Linked DNA regions of Mus musculus: region 1 is linked to region 2. The links are chromatin contacts, called in public HiChIP or PLAC-seq maps. All regions are on one chromosome and are shown on one strand. The core of a region is the stretch at or near the end of the contact, and the rest is flanking DNA. Distances in the headings are between cores, read along the strand shown.

Region 1 (6,475 bases), core at 3,933-6,432, 260 kb before region 2:
GCGCAGTATGGGCAGCTGAGCTGAGAGCTGGATGGCTGGTGGAATTCCATGCCCTTCTCTAATGCCCCTGTCCCACCAGGATGGGGAGTGAGTCACCGCTTCCTGGAATCTCCCAGGCCAGGATCCAGGACTCCCCGAGAGCAGGTGAAATCACTGCTCAGGGCCGGTTATTACCACTGGTCAGGACCACAGGGACGCCTGAGGCCAGTAGCCAGGATTCTAGTTTCTCTCCTATTCTGTGCTGAGGATCCCAGTGCTGGACCTGGGGCCTGGCCTCAGGGCATCCAGTAAACATGCCTGGGATAAAACCAAAACCAAAAACAAATAGTCACCTCTGCTCTGTTTGCACCTCTCTCCCATTCTACAGATACCCAACCTCTGAGCCCTAGCTTCTGCCCCCCTGTTATCCTTATCTGCTTCCCCTCCACCCTCAGCCCCACCCCACCCCCACCGTGGTCCAGGTTTCTCAGGGATGGAACCAGAACTCTAGACCTGACATGGGAGGCCCTCAGTCTAGTAATGGTTTGGTCCTGGGCTGGAAGCTCAATGTAGAATTTTTTGTTGTTGTTTTTTTTGTTTTTTGAGACAGGGTTTCTCTGTATAACCCTGGCTGTCCTGGAACTCAGAAATCCACCCTAACCCTAACCCTAACCCTAACCCTAACCCTAACCCTAACCCTAACCCTGCTAGGCAGGTGGATTTCTGAGTTTGAGGCCAGCCTGGTCTACAAAGTGAGTTCCAGGTCAGCCAGGGCTATACAGAGAAACCCTGTCTTGGAACCCCCACCCCCAAAAAAAAAGAAAAAGAAAAAAAAAAGAAATCTGCCTGCCTCTGCCTCCCAAGTGCTGGGATTAAAGGCATGTGCCACCAAGCCTGGCTTAATGTAGAATCAAGGAACTCCTGAGGGTCATCCTCTCTCCCCCACGGGGGTGGGGGTGAGCTGGGTGGTATAGTGTCTAAAGTTGGACTCTTCTCTAGGACTGTCACTAGCTGAGCCTTTGGGTTTTAGTGTGTGTGTGTGTGTGTGTGTGTGTGTGTGCATTGTGCATGTATGTGTGTATGAATATGTGAACATATATATGTGTATATGTTTGTGTTTACATATGTGTGTACATGTACATGTATGTATGCATGTGTACATATGTGTGTGTATTGCGTTTGTATGTTTGCATCTGGCGCGGGGGGGGGGGGGGCGCATGCCTTTAATCCCAGCACTTGAGAGGCAGAGGCAGGCAGATTCCTGAGTTCAAGACCAGCCTGTTCTACAGAGTGAGTTCCAGGACAGCCAGGATTACACAGAGAAACCCTGTCTCGGGAAAACAAACCAAAACAAACGAAAAAACAGCTGGCCAAGGCTTGGGGTGTTGCTGGTCTGTGGCTCAGAAGGCTGCTCCCTGGGATAACATAGTACTATGCCACCACGCATAGCTCCAACTGACTTCTGTCTCTGCCCTGGCTGTACAGTATCCCTTGCTCTACAACCCTCATGGCTTCCTGTTGCCCTCAGCTCCCTAGTGATCCCCACTGTCCAGCCCTGGACCTTCCCCCATCCATGTGCCCTGTGTTTCATTCCCCTGTTACGATTCCCAATGTTCTTCCATTGTCCAGCCTGCTGCTGCTCCCCAACCTCAGGACCCACTCGAGACAAAGTGGAGGTGTGCCGATGAGCATTTCCCTGCAAGCTCCAGGTGTCTCAGCCTCTCCCTAGAGAGGAGGAAGGCCTGGGCTGGGTGGATCTCAAACCTGTCAGGCAGGTTAGCTCTTCCCCGAAGTCTTGGCACAGACTGCAGCCCTAACAGGGGCCTAGCAGGATCTGGCTGTATGTCCTGGGGCAGAGAGCTGGGAGCCCCAGGTCCTGGGACAGTGACCTATAGACACCTGGGGACACCAAGGAGCTACAGGTGGGTCAGCCACTGGAGGAGGAGGATGCCTGCACTGGGCCGTGCTGGCTGTTGGGGTGAGGTGGCTGTGTGAAGAGAGACAAAGTTGGGAGGAGAGAGAGACAGGGAGATGGGGGTGGGTGGATATATCCTTTGCGGCTGCTCCTGCCTCAGTGTCCCCTTCCATACTGAGGAAAACCCAGCAAGAGCTTGAGAAAGGGAGATGGAAGGGTGGTGGAGGTGGAGAGGGGAAGAGGCGGTGCCAGACTGGGGGCCCCCACCAGGGGAAGTGGGTATAGAAAACAGAAGTGGCCAGGGGGACCATGAGGAGGAGAAGCTTTGGTGGCAGCCTGGGAACACCGGGACTTTCCAGATTGTAGGGAAACAGGAAGTGAATCCCTAGGTCCAGGCCTGCATGGCCAGGCTGGTGCACCTGCCTGATGGCTGGGAACCTGGACGGAAGCTAGCTGGCTGCTGGTAGGGCAGGGCGGGAGGTGGGCAGATCTCAATAGGGGAGCTGGGGCTGGGGCTGCTCCAGTCTGAGAAGCTGAGGGCTCCAGAAGTTCCTTAGCACTCCCTGGCAGGGCTTTCTATCCTTTGAAACAATGACATGGGCTGTGCAGAGCTGTTCAGTGCTGGTACTTTCCTATTTAGCCTAAGGTGCTGGGCTTCATCCCTCCCTATGTATCTGACCCCCCCACCCCCATATCAAATCGTAAAGCTAAAACTAGGCTGGGGCTCTGAAGGTGGACTACCCAGCATGCAGCGGGCCCTGGGTTCCATCCCCAACACCACATAAACCAGACATAGTGGCACATGCCTGTCACCCCAGCACATGCCTGTCACCCCCAGCACATGCCTGTCATCCCCAAAACTTGGAAAGTGGGGATCAGGAGTTCAAGGTTATTGTGTTTTGTTTTGTTTTGTTTTGTTTTGTTTTGTTTTGTTTTGTTTTCGAGACAGGGTTTCTCTGTGTAGCCCTGGCTGCTGGCTGTCCTAGAACTCACTCTGTAGACCAGGCTGGCCTGGAACTCAGAAATCCGCCTGCCTCTGCCTCCCAAGTGCTGGGATTACAGGAATGTGCCACCACCGACCCGGTTCAAGGTCATTATTGGCTACATTTTTGAGTTTGGGGTTGGCCTGAGTTCATGAAACTGTTCTCAAAACAAACGAAGCCACAGTTTGTCAGTGTGGTCAGTGGAACAACCTAGCATGTAGCTCCTTAGTTTAAAGGCTCAGAGGAGTAAAGTGCCTTTCCTGGGGTCACACAACAAGCCCATGCTGCTGCATCTTTAAAACTGGGCCATGTCCAGGCATGGGGCACACGCCTTTAATCCCAGCACTTGGGAGGCAGAAGCAGGCAGACTTCTGAGTTCGAGCCAGCCTGGTCTACAGAGTGAGTTCCAGGACAGCCAGGGCTACAAGGAAACCCTGTCTCAAAAACAAACAAACAAACAAACAAACAAAAACCTGGGCCATGGACTTAGAGCCAGGTCCCTGTTGCTTTCTGAGGCTGACTCCTGTGTTTCCTTGGAAATCCCCAAATCTGACTAATTCCCTAGCCATCCCCAGCTTGGCAGATTCCTTCGGGCTGACAGGGCTAGATACACCCTGGGCTGGGCAAACTGCCCCCATTTGAGGCAAGATTATCCACTGTGACTTCATGGCTTCCCGTGCTGGACGTGTGGCAGAGGTCACTTCCATGCCTTTCCTTAGGTGACCTGGGACTAATTTCAGGATAGTCCTCTGCCTCCATTTCTTCCCCTGGGGAATGCAGGTGACACATATCTCAGAGGACTAAGGTGAGAGGGAACTGGATTCTTGGGTGTGGGACTCAAGCCTCCTAGTGGGTCTCACACTTCCAAACTCTTTATTCTGTGTGTGCGCGTGGGGGGTGTATGTGTTTGTGTACAGTGTGTGTGCGCGCGCATGCACGTGTGTGTGTGTGTGTGTGTGTGTGTGTGTGTGTGTGTGTGTGTAGGTCAGAAGTTAACCTTCAAAGTTACTCCTCAGGTACCACCTGTATTGCTCCCTGAGACTTGGTCCCTCCTGGACCTGGAATGTGCCCACCAGGCTAGGAACCCTCCTGCCTCTGCTTCTGCAGCACCGGGATGATCATCTGAACCCCTGCCACCACACCTGGGCTTGGGGATAGAGCTCAGGTCCTTAGCACTTTACCCCAAGCTGGCTGCCCAATCCACTATACCAGGCTTTTTTATTGTTGTTTGGTTTTCAAGACACTGCTTCTCTGTGTAGCCCTGGTTCGCTTTGAATTCACTGAGATGGCCTGTTTCTGCCTGCCCAGTGCTGAGATTAAGTTAAAGGAGTGTGCCACCACTGCCCGGCTATACCAGGCTTTTAAACAGCTTTTCTTTTTATCTAGATTGTCTTTCCTTTTGGTCTCTGTGAAAAACTCCTGATTAAACTTAAAATCCAAGTTTCTATAGCCTTACTGCTTAAGATCTCCAGTGGTATCCTTAACTTTATGCAGAGACTCCTGCCTGGGTCTCCTTCCCTGAGGACAGATAGTCCTGATTTCCTGCCCCTTAGACAGGGGTTTTTTGGGGGCACAATAAAGAGCCAGGTTCTCATCTGGGATGGTGGCACATGCCTTTAATTTCAACACTTGGGAGGCAGAGGAAGGAAGATCTCTGAGTCCAAGGCCACGCTGGTATACAGAGGGAGTTCCAGGACAGCCAGCTACATGGAGATAAAACAGCATCCATACAGTTCATTTACTTATGGGCAAATCTAATCTCAGGGTTGCAGGACACAGGCTTCTGAATGGTGGTGCCTCTGGGCCTGAATTCATGATACCCAGCTGGGAAGGGGATGGTGACTGAACTGGCTTTAGCCCCACTGAGGCCATTGCCCTAGGTCTGGACTGAGAAGGGAGACACGTGAATTAGATCTATAGTGGGTTTTAGAGATTGGACCAGGCATGATGGTTTATGCTTTTAAGATCAGCACTTGTAGAGTTCTGGTGGATCTTTGTGAGTTCTAGGCCAGACAAGGCCACATAGTGAGACTGTCTAAAAAGAAAAGAAAATAGGGCTTTTAGATAGTTCTAAGGGAGCGGAGGATGGCAAGGGTGTGAGAGGTTGGTGGGGTCTGATGTTGCAAGTGTGCCAGGGCATGTGCAAAGCCCTGAAGGGGAAACTGAGGAACGATCTACAGCCCAGCAAGGTCAGGCAGGGGACAGAGAAGGGGTCCAGCTCCCTCAAGTAGCAAGAACTGCCCGGCCCCAAGAGGCCCCGCCCCTAAGGCCGCGCCCCTTCGCAGAAGCGGAAGTGCGCGCCGCCGGCAACATGGCGCCCAGAACCCGGAAGTGAGCGGCGGCCGCTGAGAGGCTCCGGGAAACCGAGGCGTCGCGGGCTCAGCGATCAGGTCTGAGGTGAGGCGCCGGCCCGAGACGCCACTGTGACCCTTTCGCGATCCCCACGCGACTCGTGCGGCCAGGCTCTGGTTCCGGGCTTCTCGCGGCCGTTCCTTGGCTGCAGGGTGGGAGCGGACGCGGAGGAGGGTGCCGCACCGCGCGCGACCTCTGACCCTCCCCGCGACCCCCCTGACCCCGCCCCCAGTCACGACCCCTGTGCGCCCCATCTCTCTCTGTGAGGCGAGACCCCACGTTCCGCGTGGACCTCAGTCTCGGTCTTGCCCCAATAGTCCTGACCCCACGTCCGGCTGCGACCCCTGCCCCTGCCCCAGCCGGTGAGCCTCTTGGCTGAACTCCCCCATCTCCGGGGACCTCTCTCTCACTCCTGCTTTGACCCAGCTCCCAGGGAACCCCGACTCCTATTGCGACCTCCATTGTCCGTCTTTGACACTGACCCCAGTTTCCTATGACCCCCACCCCCCCACCCCCTTTCCTTTTGGCTGACCCGGATTCCCGCCTCTGGTGGTGAGAACTTCCTTCCCTGAAAATCTTGTCCACAGCCTGTCACTCCTGGCCTTGACTCTGGTATTGGGTCTTTGGAGGTACCCCTCATTCTTTTCGGCACCTTGATTCCCATACAATCTACTTTGAACCTTGACCCTAACAGACCACCACCCTCCCATCTACAGTTGAACCTTAACCTCACCTTGGGACCCCTGTTCTCCCAGTGAACCTTAACCTCATGCCAGGGACCCCGTCCTCCTAGACCCAGGACCTTCCCTCTCCTGAGACTCAGGTTGCACCCCGGGAACCTTCTCCCGCAACTCCTGCCCTTGACCCTGGTCCTGGGAGGGAACCCCAACCCCCACCTTGTGCCATGATCATTTGACCCCAGGCTCAGTCATGACCCCCTAACCTTTCTTTTCTGTTGTTTTCTATCAACTCCTGTTCAGTGTCCTTTTTGACCCCTTTCTTTTTCTTGTGGTCTTTGACCCTGGTGCTCCGTGAGGTATTTTTGTCCCTTCCTACCCAACTTGGTGTCTTTAGCGTTGAGGGTTCTCAGGACCCCTGGCTATCAAGGAGTCTCCTTACTGGGTTTCCTGGGTGGATGCCCAGACCTGGCCCCACCATTGGTCCCAGCCACGTCTCTCAAGTCTCCTCTTCTGGTTTGGGTTGGGGGAGTGTGTAGTAGAGAGTGACTTTGAAACCACATCACCAG
Region 2 (6,733 bases), core at 2,714-5,213:
TGGGCCGTTTCCACGTCTCCCTCTCCATGGTAGAGCCCTGTCTGGCTTGTGGGTTCCAAGTCTTTTCTTTCCTCTTTCTTCCTTTCTTTCTTTTCCCTTTCTTTCAGAGACAGAGTTTCTCTGTGTAGCCCTGGCTGTCCGGGAACTCACTCTGTAGACCAGGTGGCCTGGAAATCCACTAGCCTCTGCCTCTGGAGAGCTTGGGTTAAAGATGTGCACCCCCACCACCCAGCGGGCTAACACAGTTTTAACTTGGAATTCCATCACTTCCCACCTCCCTTTCCTCCCTCATCCCCTCTCCCCTGCTGTCCTCACTCTCACATTGACAGTCTCTTTCCTTTTATTGTTTGTGTGTGTGTGTGTGTGTGTGTCTGTCTGTCTGTCTGTCTGTCTGTTTTTGTAGTTTCTGTACCTGTAGTTTGGGAGCTGACTACTCTGCACTGGACACTTGATAAGGGGGCTGACCCCTGGCAGGGGTTAGTTCCCTCTCCCAGCAACCATTAGCTACCTCCTATATGCCTCCTGTAGTTCTTTGTCAGGGATGGGACCACATGGCATTCCCTCTGACCGAGTTAACCTGTCGATTGGTATTTCCAATGTCCCAGTCTCGTTCATGCAGTCGTTTCTAGAATGGTTTCACAGTCCATTTCCTGGTAGTCTGCCTCTTACAGTCTCTCTGTCCCACCTTTGACTAAGTCTACTGAGAGGTAGACGCAGGAGCTGTAAAGTCCCTCTTGGAGCTGGAATTTCCCTCTGTGTAAGGAGGTCTTCTTTGATGAATGAGGGTGGTGGCTGCTCTTATCTAAGGGTGTAAGGATAAGATCTAGAATGTAGTCAAGAATTGCATTGGTCAGCAGTGGTGGCACACGCCTTTAATCCCAGCACTTGGGAGGCAGAGGCTGGTGGATTTCTGAGTTTGAGGCCAGCCTGGTCTACATAGTGAGTTCCAGGAGAATTGCATTGGTCTGCACCAAGGGTGGCAGACCCTTCTAAAATGCAAAAATGCAGGACCCAGTATCAGGCCTGGTTTTTCCCCTGTTGAGTGGGCCTTACATCCAATTAGACAGCTGTTGACGGTAAGTTGTCTCTCTGCTGGATTAATGTGCCAGTTCAAGCCAGATTAAAATGTATATGAATGCAGGTTTATTGGGAAATCGCTCTGGGTCAGGCAGAGAGCAAGAGAGAAGGAAGGGGCAGAGAGACAAAACTATCTGGATTATGCAGGGAGGAGCCGTTGAGGGACAGGCAGCCCAGCCCCTGGGCTGGAAAGTTCATGGTTAAGGATAGGGAACCCCAGGTAAGGACTGAGGGATGCTGGGAGGACCTGGAGGCCAGGTCTGCTGTGGTGTGTACAACAGGCACTTCAGCTTCTTGTCCCAGGTCTGAACCCTAACAGTAGGTTGCTACAGATAGGAAGAGTGCCGCTCTCTACAGCTTCAAGGACAGTGTACCATGGTGGTCATCCGGTCATCCGTGTCTCAGCCAGCAGGAGCTGTTTAACTGCCTCCCTCACTTGCTTGTTAGCTGACATGGTATTTCCTTGCACCTCGGAACCTGGATGGCAGGGATGAAGCCTTCAGGGAAGGTCAAGTCCCTTGTCCTAAATGTGACTTCAGCAAGACGGATTTACATTCAACATCTGACCCAAGTCAGAAAGACAAAGGTCACCAAAATTTGCTGGAAGCAATGGGAGGTTGCAAATGGCCGGAGCTACTACAGAAACCAGCATGGAGAATTCCCAAAACCTAAGATGGAGGCTCCGGTATGATCCCGCGAAACCACTTCTTGGCATGTGTCCAAAGGCCGCAGTATCCAGCTGCACAGAGACTGCTCAGCCCTGTCTGTCTTTACTGCTCTATGCATAAGGGCTAAGAAATGGAAACTGATTTCAGACCCCTGGACAGGGGGCTGAGATGCCCATTTTACACACCAAAGCAGACCTGCCCTCCAGGTTCTCCCAACATCCCTCAGTGCCTGCCTGGCATGCCCTGCCCCAACCCCGGGGCTGCCCTTACCCCAGAGGCTCCTCTCTACAGAATCCAGACATTTTGGTCTCTTGCTCTCTTCTTTTTCTTCTTTTTCTCTCCCTCCCCCTTTCCCCATGGCAACTGCACTGACCTCAGTGAGGCCAGGGAACTCACCTGGGGACAGCTCCAATAAGCCTGCCTTTAATATAATCTAATCTGGTGTAAATTGGCTCACTTCACTGGCAGTGGAAAAAGAACCCATCAGAAACAACCCAAATGCTCTTCAACCAATAAATAGATACTGAAAAATGTTGTCTATATATACTGTGGGATATTATTCATCTGTCGGGAAAAACAATCATGACACTTGTAGGTTCAGTGACTAGAACTCCAAAAGATGGCATTGAGCACGGGAGCGCAGACCCAGAAAGACAAACATCCAATGTACTCTCTTACTGGAGGCTCAAATATTCCAATCTTCCGTTGTATGTAGACTGTAGTACAGAAGCCGGGAACGTGTAAAAGGGAGGGGGAGGGGCTTGTGGTGGGAATAGTATGATTCGGATGACATAACGTGGGAAACAAAATGAGGAGAGGGCTCCACCTAGGGAGGACGAAGGGAGGTCAAGGCGGAGGGAGGAGGAACAGATAACCCCAAGGGTGTTGGATAAAGCCTCAATGAATCACATTACTTTATATGTACCTAAAATTATACACAATACATATATATTTATCCTATATTAAGTAAACCCCTTAGGTTGGCAATGCTCCCAATGAGAGCCATAGGCTAACAAACCCCAGGCACCGACATGGCCTTCCCAGGGGTCAGTCTTGGTAGTCCAAGTGACTCCCAAACAGCATAACCTATTGCTGTCGCTTCCTTGGTTTTGAACAGATGCTGAGGCTGATGAGGTGACTCATGGGCAGTGAGCACTGACTGCTCCTCTGACAGACCCAGGGTGATGTTCTGCACTAATGTAGTGGCTCACAGCAGTCTGTAAGTCTCAAGGGATCCTGGACTCTGTGGTTACCAGTATGCAGGAGGTGCACAGGCATGCATGCAGGGAAGACACTCACACACATAAAATAGAAATATTAAAGAGAGATCCTTGCCGAGACTCATTCTGCCTGCTTCCCCAACTTCCCTGTGGTTCCAACAGGGTTAAAGTTCCCAGACTTTATCCTGGAGAATTCTAGAATCAGACAGGCCCACAGGGCTTCCCTCACTGCTCTATACTCTGAGCAGGCTGCTTTCTAAATCCAGATAAAATAATTCCCTGCTAGAAAAACAAGCATGGGGTAGCTTTCCTGTTACCTGCAAACCTGGGCCTCTAAGATGGTATTTTTTGTGGATTTCAGATAGTGTGTGGAATTCAGAGATGCATCAGGAAAGGGCTGAGTAACACTTCATTTTATTGTTCAGCACTGGGAATTTGATATTAGGGCCTCACCACCAAGGCGTGCTCTCAACCTTGGAATATGAATATATATATATATATATATATATATATATATATATATATATATATATATATATATATATATATATTTTTTTTTAATCTGAGAAAGAGGGTTTGAGACAGGGTCTCACATAGCCCAGGATAGTCTTTTGCATTTGATCCGCCTGCCTCCACCTCCTGAATGCTGGCATGACAGGTGGGCACCAACAATGTTTGGAGACAATCAAGGTCTCATGTAGCCCAGTTGTCATTAAAATTGCCGCAATCCTCCTGCTTCAGCTTACCAAGTACTAAGAAAGAAACACACACACACACACACACACACACACACACACACACACACACACACACACAACCACCTCAGAAAGAAACACACACACACACACACACACACACACACACACACACACACAAAACCACCTCACTGTTTTTCAAACTACCTGAGAAATTTTGGGCTCTTGCTCTAGGTTAGAGCTTTCCTTGAAGTAAAAACACTGACCGGTGCTCCAAGTCCAGAGCCCTAACTGTCTCTGAGGAGCAGCTGCCCAGCCTTAAGAAACAAAGGTTTCCGGGACCAGGGATCCGGAATCTGTCGTTACCCCGCCTCCCGTGTTTTTTTTTTTTTTTTTTTTTTCTCCCCTCCCCCAATTTGCAGCCAGCGGAGCAAAAAGGCCATAAAACAACAGAATAACCCTGGAAGGCCGGTCGGGGTGGGCTTAACAGTGCTTTCCAGCTCTTTGCAGAGATGGGGTGGGAGTTTGCTGGGGTCGTGGTGACCTCTGTTCTTGCAGTCCGAGGCCCCAGTTCTCCGGTTCTCCCGCAGGGAAGAGCCCCGCCCGCATTCCTCTCATTCTCCTCCCTGCAAACATTGTTTATTTGTTTGTTTTAAATTAGACTCAGCCAGGAATTCCTTTCTCTGTCTGGACTTGGAAGGAGCCTGGGGGATGGGGTGTGAGGAGTTAGACTACCACTACAGCCCAGGCGTGGGCACAGACATTCCGCGGCAAAGTCCCTCCCACTTCCTCAGACTTCCACAGCGGGTGATTTTCTTCCACTCTTCCATATATTATCATAAACCCCGAGCTGCGTACTTGGCTAGAGTCGAGCTAAGGACTGAGTCTGCTCCCAGCCTCTCACTGCGGGGTTCTAGGCAGGGCTCCACCCCTGAGCACACACAGGGCTCTAACTGGAGGATTCTAGGCAGGGAGGGTCCTTAGGATCCTTGTGGTCACACCTCCAGCCCTTCGCTGTGTGGGTTCTAGGCAGGGGCTATACCACCAGAGAGCATCAAGGTAGGAAGAAGGGGTTCCTGCCACCTACAGGCTGGGCTGGAACCCAGTATCCAAACACTAGCATATCCCTCAACATCCCTGTCCCCCTTTACACTCCTCCTGTCTACGTCCCACACAGCCATGAGTCTGCTTGCTGTACCATGGAAGAAATTCCAGCAAGTTCAAGCAATTCAGGTGCACGTTACTGCCTCTGAGGGCTGGAAAAACCTGCTAGGGATGTCTTTGGCCCAATTTTCTGAGTTTGGAGGTTTAGATGTGATCTCCCATCTGTCTCTGGTGATGCCCTAGTGGCTCCTTAGACATTGCCAAGCTTGAAGGACTACAGGGCAAGGAAGGGCTATGCAGGGTGCCTGCTGCCTGCATTGATTTTTGCCTTTTTGAACATGGTCTCATGTAGCCAAGGCTAGCTCAAACTGGACATGTAGCTGAAGATGACCTGGTCCTTCTGCCTCTATTTCCTGATTGCTGAGATGATGGTCACGTGCCACCAAGTTCTGTTTGTGTGGTGCAGGAGATGGAACCCAGTGGGTCACTCCTGGTAGCCAAGCCATAGCCAGGCGGGAGCATCAGGAATTTGAGGCCCTACTGGGCGACACAGTGGAAGCTTGACTCAAAAGATAGAGAGATGTGCCGGGTGGTGGTGGCCCACGCCTTTAGTCCTAGCATTTGGGAGGCAGAGGCAGGCAGATTTCTGAGTTCGAGGCCAGCCTGGTCTACAGAGTGAGTTCCAGGACAGCCAGGGCTATACAGAAAAACCCTGTCTCGAAAAACAAAAACAAAAACAAAAAAAGCCAAAAACAAAAGATAGAGAGACTAAAAGGGAACCTAACTTCATTCCATGGTTTATTTCTTTTTTTCTTTTTTCTTTTTTCAATCCTATTTATGGGCTGGAGAGATGGCTCAGCAGTTAAGAGCACTGACTGCTCTTCCATAGGTCCTGAGTTCAAATCCTAGCAACCACATGGTGGCTCACAACCATCTGTAATGAGATCTGATGCCCTCTTCTGGTGTGTCTGAAGACAGCTACAGTGTATTTACATATAATAAACAAATAAATCTTTTTTTTTCTTTCGAGACAGAGTTTCTCTGTATAGCCCTGGCTGTCCTGGAACTCATTCTGTAGACCAGGATGGCCTCAAACTCAGAAATCCACCTGCCTCTGCCTCCCAAATGCTGGGATTAAAGGCGTGTGCCACCACGCCCAGCTAATAAATCTTTTTTTTAAATCCTATTTATTTACTTATTTAAAATTTTATTTCTCCTCCTCCTCCTCCTCCTCCTCCTCTTCCTCTTCCTCCTCTTATTCTTCTTTTTAGATTTATTTATTTATTATATGTAAGTACAGCTGTCCTCAGATACTCCAGAAGAGGGCATCAGATTTTGTTACGGATGGTTGTGAGCCACCATATGGTTGCTGGGATTTGAACTCAGGACCTTCAGATGAGCAGTTGGCGCTCTTAACCACTGAGCCATCTCGCCAGCCCCTTATTTCTTCTTTTTTATTTGTTTGGGTGTTTTGCCTGCACATATGTTTGTGTACCGTGCTCATGCTTGGTGTGTGTAGAGGTCAGAAGGTGTTGGATTCCCTAGAACTGGAGTTAAATACAGTGGTAAGCTACTACATGGGTGCTAGACATCAAATGGAGTCCTCTGGAGAAGCAGCCAGAGTCCTTAACCCATGGGACGTTTCTCTATTCCGTTTGTTTGTTTATTTATTTACTTATTTTCTAGACAAGGTTTCTCTGTGTAGCCCTGGCTGTCTTGGAACTTGCTCTGTAGAGTAGCTTACCCTCAAACTCACAGAAATCCACCCCTCTGCTGGGGTTAAAGTCACATGCCACCACTGCCCAACCTATCTATTTTTTTCTTTCTTCCTTCCTTTCTTTCTTTCTTTCTTTCTTCCTTTCTCTCTATCTATCTATCTATCTATCTATCTATCTATCTATCTATCTATCTATCTATCTATTTATCTATCTATCTATCTATCTATCTATCTATCTTCTCTCTGTGTAGC

The links. HiChIP or PLAC-seq counts read pairs in DNA pulled down with a chosen protein or histone mark.
Region 1: an H3K27ac HiChIP or PLAC-seq map of extraembryonic endoderm stem cells shows a contact between it and region 2. The contact joins the promoter of Sbno2 here to the enhancer-like site in region 2. A contact is called at or near these places in 7 of 39 promoter capture datasets (the C10 cell line, cranial neural crest, frontonasal cranial neural crest and 4 more), 2 of 484 Hi-C or Micro-C datasets (cortical neurons and embryonic stem cells), 14 of 115 datasets of contacts at active chromatin or transcription factors (the 230-238 cell line, astrocytes, embryonic hindbrain and 8 more) and 2 of 9 other capture datasets (adipose tissue and pancreatic islet).

What each region holds. Positions count from the first base shown.
Region 1 is chr10:80,101,409-80,107,883 of GRCm38.p6, reverse strand. Sbno2 (strawberry notch 2) reads left to right here and starts at 5,182. Exons shown (of 32, transcript NM_183426.2): 1 at 5,182-5,274.
Region 2 is chr10:79,838,706-79,845,438 of GRCm38.p6, reverse strand. No RefSeq gene overlaps it. Among named protein-coding and RNA genes, the nearest start is that of Ptbp1, 12 kb to the left of the region's middle. Within about 2 kb of position 3,963, at least 286 of the 459 cell types and tissues checked have an H3K27ac peak or open chromatin away from gene starts, as enhancers often do. A contact at or near this core is called in the 230-238 cell line, adipose tissue, astrocytes and 11 more, where this site is marked.